Linked DNA regions of Zea mays: region 1 is linked to region 2. A link is a contact called in public Hi-C data. All regions are on one chromosome and are shown on one strand. Each heading gives the region's core, a stretch centred on a gene start, on an enhancer-like site or on the middle of the called end of the contact. The rest is flanking DNA. Distances are from core to core; before and after follow the strand shown. Region 1 holds the start of LOC100286200. Region 2 holds the start of LOC100281697 (ubiquinone biosynthesis protein ubiB).

Region 1 (4,104 bases), core at 172-2,671, 570 kb after region 2:
TGGGAGTAGCTGGACATCTACAATAAACAATGTAGAGATCTAGCAGATCTATGACAGGTGCTGAAGATAAATATCTAAAACAGCTTCAGAGATCTAAGACAGACATGTGCCACTACTAACAGCCTCCTACCAATAATTAGTTAAATTATTATAGAGGGGTTGTAGCCTGAAATCCTTGAAACATGGCAGTAAACTGTATGTAAAGAGCAGATGTTAGCTTGCATGAGGTTACAGAGCTTAAATACTGAGCATTGCCACGCTAGTGCAGCTTCAGTAATGAAAGCAAAAGCCCCACCCAGCAAGGGGCTAACTGGAGAAGGTGGGAGAAATGATTTGCATCTGGCCACTAGAAAAGTACTAGTATTATATTATTACTAATTGATGAATGGATCTCACAACTCGTTCGCCAAAAGCAATAGAGCAAAGCGCTGGGTGAGACGCTTGAAGTTTAAGACAAGAAAGTGACGGTCGGCCACTAAAACAAGCGACACTTCACCTAATAAGACTCAAAAGGAAAAGAAAAAAAAACTAACATGCGCATCTTCCTGCAGAGGCAACAGCGGCGAACCAGTAGTCAGTTCACCACCACATGGACAGATGGTGCATAGCATTCTATCATCCTTTTCTGTCTACGCCTAGAAACTAAGCTGCAGAGCTTGGCAATCACAGGATTTCAGTTGAAAAGCACAAGATCCAGACCAAGAACAGGCGGCGGAAAACGGATCTTAGATAGCTCCGTGCACCCGCAGCTGAGAACGACGCGAAACCACGATGCAGATCCTATTTTTCAATCTGCTCGTAGAACTAGACCAGCGATGGGACGGATATAGCAGAATCCTACCCACCCGAGTTTGGATCTCGGAGAGAGGAGCAAGGGATCACCCAACCAACCAAATCTTAGCTCTGCTGGCTATTTCCATGTATGTGAAGAGGGAGTACCGGAGCAGTAGCAGGCAACCGTGGGAGGGGAGGAGATTTGGTTGTTTACCATGTGAAGAGGAAGAGGATGAGGGCGCAGGCGCGGGAGCCTCCCGGCTTGAGCCCGCGGCCGCAGCAGAAGCAGCGGCTGGCGAGCATGAGCACGACCTGCGCGGCGGCGAGGAGGAGCAGCGCGCCGACGCCGTAGCCCGTGGCGATGTCGGAGTCGTAGACGCAGTAGTCGTACTCCTTGGCGGCGTCCGGGGTGACGGTGGCCCGGCTGCGGCGCTGCTCGGCGGCGACGCCCAGGCCGAAGGCGATGACGTCCAGGAGGATGACCACCGCCTGCACGATGATGGAAGCCATTGCGAGCGAGCGAGCGAGCTAGCCCGGCTTGCTGCTCCTGTTGGTCGGTCCGGTCGATGTCTACTAGCTCGCAGCTGATCTGCCGGTGTGGGCTGGGTACCGCTGGTGTGAGCTAGTAGTCCGGGGAGGTACTTGAGTGAGTAGTTTAAAGGCAGTGCGGTCGCGTGTCGCGGTGTCGGTGTGGAGTGCTGCAAAGCTTCGCTTTTTTGGCATTTCGGGGTGGGTACGCGCCTACTGGACGGATGCGGGAAAACCTAACGAATGCGGCAGACGGGTGGGGTGCACCTGGCAGCCGCTACTGGACGGGCGTTGGCTCGTTGCGCTTCTCTGCCGTGGTTGGTGCATCTGGCCTGTCCAGCGCTGCCACCCGCGCTCGATTTCTATTTTACATTTCATAACTTTTCTAAACACGCACCACGTCGACAGCGCGTTAGTTCTAAATCCATACTTTCTTCTGTGGAGACGCCGTCTGTTCTCACTTGGGGTTCGGTCGTTAAACACAGTGTTTTTTCTTCCCCCCCCCCCCTTTTGGCTGCACAAACACTGTTCGTCAGTTATCATGATGAATTCTACCTACAATGGGCTTCTAGACCATGTCCCAAATTGTATAGATTTAGTCACGGTTGGATACCGAAACTGGCATGCGGACAGTTAGGGTTCCGAATTTCTTTTAGGATTTGTTAGCTAAATCTGCAGGATTAACTCGATAACCGACTTATAACGGGTCCAGACCTCCTCCCTTTATATAGATGAAAGGTTACGGTCGATTGAACCTCCATAATCGATCCAATCAAATTTACTTATCAATTTTACCTTATTTACATCGTTCTTCCAATTCCTGTGAGTAGGAGTAATCTAGCCTTAAGTTTAGATCTAGTTTAGTCTTCCACAACAATCTCTCTTCGACTCTACGCCGATTAGAGGCGCACCGGACGGTCTGTCGACCCGTAGCAACACCTTGTAACTTCCCCCTCGATGGGATCTCTCCCGGGGACGAGTTCTAGGGTTCTTCGCGGAGAAGAAGACCCTCTGCGCCACCGCGGGCCATCCAGCCCCAGATGTGGACTGTCCGGAAGCGTGCAGAGAGGATCCACTCCTGCGCCCAGGTCGCGGACCGTCTGGCCCTGTGCCACGGACCGTCCGCGCCTCCATAGAGAGCACCATCAGGTGGTTCGTTCCAGTGTTTGGCGTCCAAAAACACTTTTTGGTGACTGTGCTCGGGACGAGGGTGTTTAGACCTAACAAAAATCAGCCCCCTAGATGGCCGGTTCCAAAGATCACACCGACGTCTCCACCACCAACATCATCAAGCGGACCATGGAGGCACTCCCGGCTAATGACCAGCATCCCTTCAATGACATCATAAGGCGCGAGGAGGAGGAGGTGCTGCGACAACTCGTCGAACGGCGCGACAAAGAGGAGGAGGAGGTGCGGCGACAACTCAAGGAACGACGAGAAAAGACAACAGAAAAGTACTTATCATACTTCACGGTGGATCGCCACCAGAAAATCATCCATTAAGGGGAGATCGATATGACATCTCTCCTACCTCCGCCTTCGGCTCCCATTGTAAGTACCTAGATCCATATTTTGAGGCTTTCATGGAACAACGAGGGAAACTATTATAAGAATACGTAGATGAATCTATTAAAAAATGGGCGCTTTCATATGAGAAACCTACTACCCCTAGTTTTCCCTCGCATGAATCTAATACGGAACCACCCGCGCCAAACACATCGGCTACAAATGGGTCTCTGAAAGGGAAATGGATTTTACCATTTTCTCTAAATTGACTTTGATGATTGATGACCATCACAACCTAATGGACTAACTAGTTTGCTTAGTTGATTAATTCTCAGGTGCATAAGTCAAACCATCTCAACTCTAAGCCGACTGTCCGGAATACCGTAGATTATTCCGGACAGGAACAGCTCTTTAGAAAATTCACCTGTGCGCGGACCGTCTGGGTCCTTCCGGCAGGCCGTCCGCGACACCTCGGTGAGCCTCGAACAGAAACTATATATGCAAAACTCACATTTCTACTACGGATTGTCTGAAGGAGAGAAGAACACCGTTGGAGACCAAGCTCAGACTGTCCAGCCTCAGGCGCAGACCGTCCGCCCGTTGGAAATAAGAGAAACCCGAAGGTGCCAAGTTCGGTAAAAAAATGAATTATAGTGTCCTTGCGGACTCTCCGGTGTGCACGGCCAGACAGTACACGACTGCTTTATCTGACATCTGACGACGTATTTAATGCACTTATAGCCATTGATATAGTCGTTACTGTTGTTTGTTGCGATTTCAGCCGTTGATGTGCATGGGCGGGGCCAGAAGCGCGGACCGTCCGTGATTGGCAGAAAGTGGGCAACATGTAGGAAGTGATTGGTGGCTATAAATACAACCCAACCACCTCCATTCACTTTATCCAAGCATTTCATTCATCCTCATTCAATACAAGAGCAAGCATTTCATCCCAAGACACATTCAAAGCTCCCAAGCTCTTCCAAGTGCCATAATTGTGACTAGTGATCATTAGTGATTAGTGCCCTAGAAAGTCTAGAGAGATTTTGATCTTGTGTTTTTATTGTTACTCTTGTTGCTTGGCTTTCTTGATCGTGCTTTCTTCATCTCCTTCTAAACTCTCAAGTGACTTATAAAACTAGCAAGAAACACCTATTTGTGTGGTGATCCTTGCACGGTCTAAGTGACCCTTGAGATTAAGAAGAAGCACTCAACCGGTCTATGTGACCGTTTGAGAGAGGGAAAGGGTTGAAAGAGACCCGTCCTACATAGCCTCCTAAACGTGGAGTAGGTTCTTTG
Region 2 (4,077 bases), core at 527-3,026:
GCAAGCTCCTGACAGTACGCACTAGGAAGTATATCAGGGCGTGTGCTCAATGCTTGGCCAAGCTGTGCGGTGAAAGAAAATTGATAAAACAGCATATCATCCCCAGTTGTAATAAGACAATATTACACCTAAGACAATATTAGCTAACAAATTATTGCAGGACAGACAGACCCAGTGCCAGAGGCTCCCACATGAATGGGGTCTGGGGAAGAGATAAACCGAGGAGGAAAGCCATTCCCCGCAAATGCTGAGAGGCTGCTTCGAACCCACGACCTGGTAGCTAACGAAGTATTGTAGTTCAAAAACAGGATATGGACACAACAATGGCACACTAAATATGCAGTCAACACAACCACCAATGTGATTGATTTTGTACAGATGCTTAAGGATGATAACAATCATGTCACAAAACCATAGTGATAGCTGCAGTGATTTTGATGGTCATAAGACATGTTACATTGATGTTGCTTCCACCTTAACAAGGAGACATACTGAAAAGTTAAGCATCAAAATTTAATAGAAAAGATCGGTGCTACATTCTACAGATCTATTTCAATCGGCATACCTTGATATAAAAAGGACCCAAGCGTATCAAGGTCTCTCGAAACTGAAATAAGGAAATGATAATCAGAGACATGATGCTCAGTTCCTCCACCAACAAAGTCAGGAAAACTACCTTTTCTGCTCTTTTATGCATATCATTGAGCAACAAATGCCAAATAGTGAGTTTTACAACATGAAAGGAGATAGTAGCAGCCCTGTATAGAGCAAGGAATGGACCAAAGCCACGGTCAGCAAAATGCCTGCGTGAACTTGAACCCAATATTCTTCCAAACTGGGTTTCCAGTGACTCCTTCCTGATCTTTGCATATTCTGATGAAGGCCTCTCTCCATGTACACTTGTAAATGCACTTGAATAGCTACAAATAAAAAAAAATAAACCACCTAAACATAATTTCTGCAAATAAATAACATTAAAATTATTCAAATTTCAACATGCTTTGCTGGCTCAGTGAAACCTGCAAAAATCATTAAAATAAAATATTTTCTCAAATAGAAAAGCCAATTTATCTAATTTCATAGACTACTTAACCAAATATCCTTCCTCCTGAATTGTAATTAAGAGTTTATTTAAGCTAGATTAGTTCAGTATGCTTCTCAGTGATAATTGAGTAACACAATGCCATTTCGGAGTTCTGTAAAACTTTATATACTGTCTCTACACACAAAAATAACACAGTAGGCACTTAAGACGACCTGGCATGGCACACTGTTCTTTTAATCCAAAACATTTTATACTATCAAAGTGAATCAAAAATTGAATGATTGATTGGCGCATGGTACAATTACAACTAGCAAATTCCAAAACCGCAAACCTAGTGCGCGGCAGACGCGAAGCTGGTCCAACCCTGCATTATGTCTCGAGCTGAAACGAGTCGTGCGATTCAAAATAGGTTCAAAACGGAACTGTGACCTAGGGTTACGCCGTGGTGACCGGTAGGTGAGATTAGCCTGTGGACTGTCGTTACCTCATCACCGGCGTTGAGGCGGGGAGGCAGGGAGGTAGCGGCAACGCCGGAGAAAAGGTCGGGGGGGCGGCCTGCAAGGCGCGGGGAACGAGAAAAGGGAGGCATCTGCGTCGGTCGGCGCGGCGGGCGAGGATGAGGAGCCGCGAGGTGGGGCCCGCCATGGCCGGGATCTCATCAGCTCCGCCGCCCGCACGGGAGGGAGAGACGGGGAGGGAAAGAAGGGCAGCGTAGGGTTTAGGGGAGGAGAGAGAGAGAGAGAGACGTGTACGCCGAAGACGTACACGGTGAGAGGAAGGTGGCAGCGGCGCCGCGTGGCTGGACCAGAGTGCGAGCTGGCGGCCTGGCGCTTGTGCGGTGGTTCGTTGCTGCTGGGCCGCTGCCCTTGTTGATCGTCTCGTGTAATGCAGCCCACGCCGGCTTGTGCGTCTCCGCTCGGCTAAATTTGGTTGAGCTGTAGTTTTTTTACTGGATGCAATGCAGTAATGCACAACCAACTGCACCACAAATTCAAATTCTGCTCAATAAACTTCATCACGAAGCAGTTCAATAAAAAATCTTTATCTCTACTACTTATTAAGACAGTAAGGGTAGCCTGTCGTTCTGTCATTCTGCGATCTCAGCCGTCCATTCTATCGTGTAAACAATCTCAGCCGTCCGATCCCGTCGTCCGATCCCGTCCGATCCCGCACCCGCGGCCCATGACATACGGCAAATCCAAAAATCCTAATCTTCAGCACCCCGCCGCTTGCCAGCCGCCAGCCATCAGGCACGCAGCGTCCCGGCCGCCCCCGCCGCTTGCCACCGCGGTCTCCAGCGCCCCTCTCGCTTGCCAGCCGCCAGCCGCGGTCTGCAGCGTCCCGGCCGCCGCTTGCCACCGCTTGCCAACTTCCACCCGTGGCCTCCAGCGTCCCCGCCGTTTGCCAGCTTTCACCGCGCGGCAGAGCAGTCGATCTCCCGCAGGCGGACAACCTACACTCCACCGCCCCATCGGTCGCGCCTCTCCCGTTGGTGGCCTTCCCCATTCATGCGGTCTCCACCGTCCCCACTCCCTGCGCAGGTCGTGCAACCGACTCCCCCTCCTCAGTCCCCACAATGTCCACTCTTGCATGCTTCCTCCCCACGACCTCCACTTCGCCTAGGTCAGCACATATTCGATGAAGATAAATGGTGAGCATTTGGGAACTCTATGTCGTCCGAGCACGCGTGTACACCAGAGTCAGGTTGCTATACCGCGACTCCGACCACATCACCATTGTCGGCTTCTCCTGCTCACTGCTCCTCTTATGCATGTCTCTCATCTCCGGCAAGGTATTGCTTTTAATTTGTAGTGCAGCCTCATGTACAGCTTCTGTTTCTGCTAACTCGGTGCAAGGTACGATGCCGCCATCCCAATCCCTACCCCCAGATCGAGTTAACACCCATACATACATCCATTTCTTTTAATCGATGAAAGGTATGATGTAAATTGTTAATTAGATATATTAGAATGTGCCAATTCACAAGCAAACTTTGTTGATTACTTTCCGGTTGTTATTTACGAGCTAAATGATTAATACTGCTACAAATGGGTAAAATTAGATTTGTGCTTATTTATATTCTTCGTAGTTCTATTGTGTCATGTGAATAACTAATTAAACTCTCCAACAGTAAAATCCCTCTCTTTCTTGAATCTTATTCTCGGACCTGTAAATAGTGTTCTACTTCCTATCACTAAATGCAGCAGATAGATAGATTAGAATGTGCCAATTCACAAGCAAACTTTGTTTATTACTTTTCGGTTGTGATTTCCGAGCTAAATGATTAACACTGCTACAAATGGGTAAAATCAGATTTGTGCTTATTTATATTCTTCGTAGTTATATTGTGTCATGTGAATAACTAATTAAACTCTCCAATAGTAAAATCCCTCTCTTTCTTGAATCTTATTCTCTGACCTGTAAATAGTGTTCTTCTTCCTATCACTAAATGCAGCAGATAGATAGATTAGAATGTGCCAATTCACAAGCAAACTTTGTTGATTACTTTCCGGTTGTTATTTCCGAGCTAAATGATTAACACTGCTACAAATGGGTAAAATCAGATTTGTGCTTATTTATATTCTTCGTAGTTCTATTGTGTCATGTGAATAACTAATTAAACTCTCCAATAGTAAAATCCCTCTCTTTCTTGAATCTTATTCTCTAGCCTGTAAATAGTGTTCTGCTTCCTATCACTAAATGCAGCAGATGAAACTTTCTTGTTTTTTGAATAATGGTATTACGTCCAGGCTAAATGAAATGTAGAGAGTACCTGTCGTTTCTTCTTATATTCTATGTATGCAGTCAAGTTCTACTGACTCCCAACATGAAATGGAGTTAATATAAGGAGTGCTCTGCTTACAAATATCATGTAAATAGTGTTCTGCTTCCTATTGTTGAACCATGATGAGTGCATTTTCATTTAAACTTTCTTTAATTGGTAAAGGTACATCATCGATGTCGACTTCTCCTGCTCACTGCTCCTCTTGTGCATGTCTCTCATCTCCGACAAGGTATTGCTTTTAAATTTG

The links. Hi-C and Micro-C count contacts between places; a contact is called where the count stands out from the background.
Region 1: a Hi-C map of bundle sheath shows a contact between it and region 2, with 2.9 times the contacts expected there. The contact joins the promoter of LOC100286200 here to the promoter of LOC100281697 in region 2. A contact is called at or near these places in 3 of 25 Hi-C or Micro-C datasets (bundle sheath, ear and leaf) and 1 of 3 datasets of contacts at active chromatin or transcription factors (leaf).

Annotation. Positions count from the first base shown.
Region 1 is chr7:45,318,941-45,323,044 of Zm-B73-REFERENCE-NAM-5.0, forward strand. It overlaps LOC100286200, which reads right to left and starts at 1,422. Exons shown (of 2, transcript NM_001159088.2): 1 at 989-1,422. The coding sequence starts at 1,284.
Region 2 is chr7:44,748,151-44,752,227 of Zm-B73-REFERENCE-NAM-5.0, forward strand. LOC100281697 (ubiquinone biosynthesis protein ubiB) reads right to left here and starts at 1,777. Exons shown (of 13, transcript NM_001154617.2): 1 at 1,530-1,777; 2 at 677-920; 3 at 566-607; 4 at 1-62. The coding sequence starts at 1,690.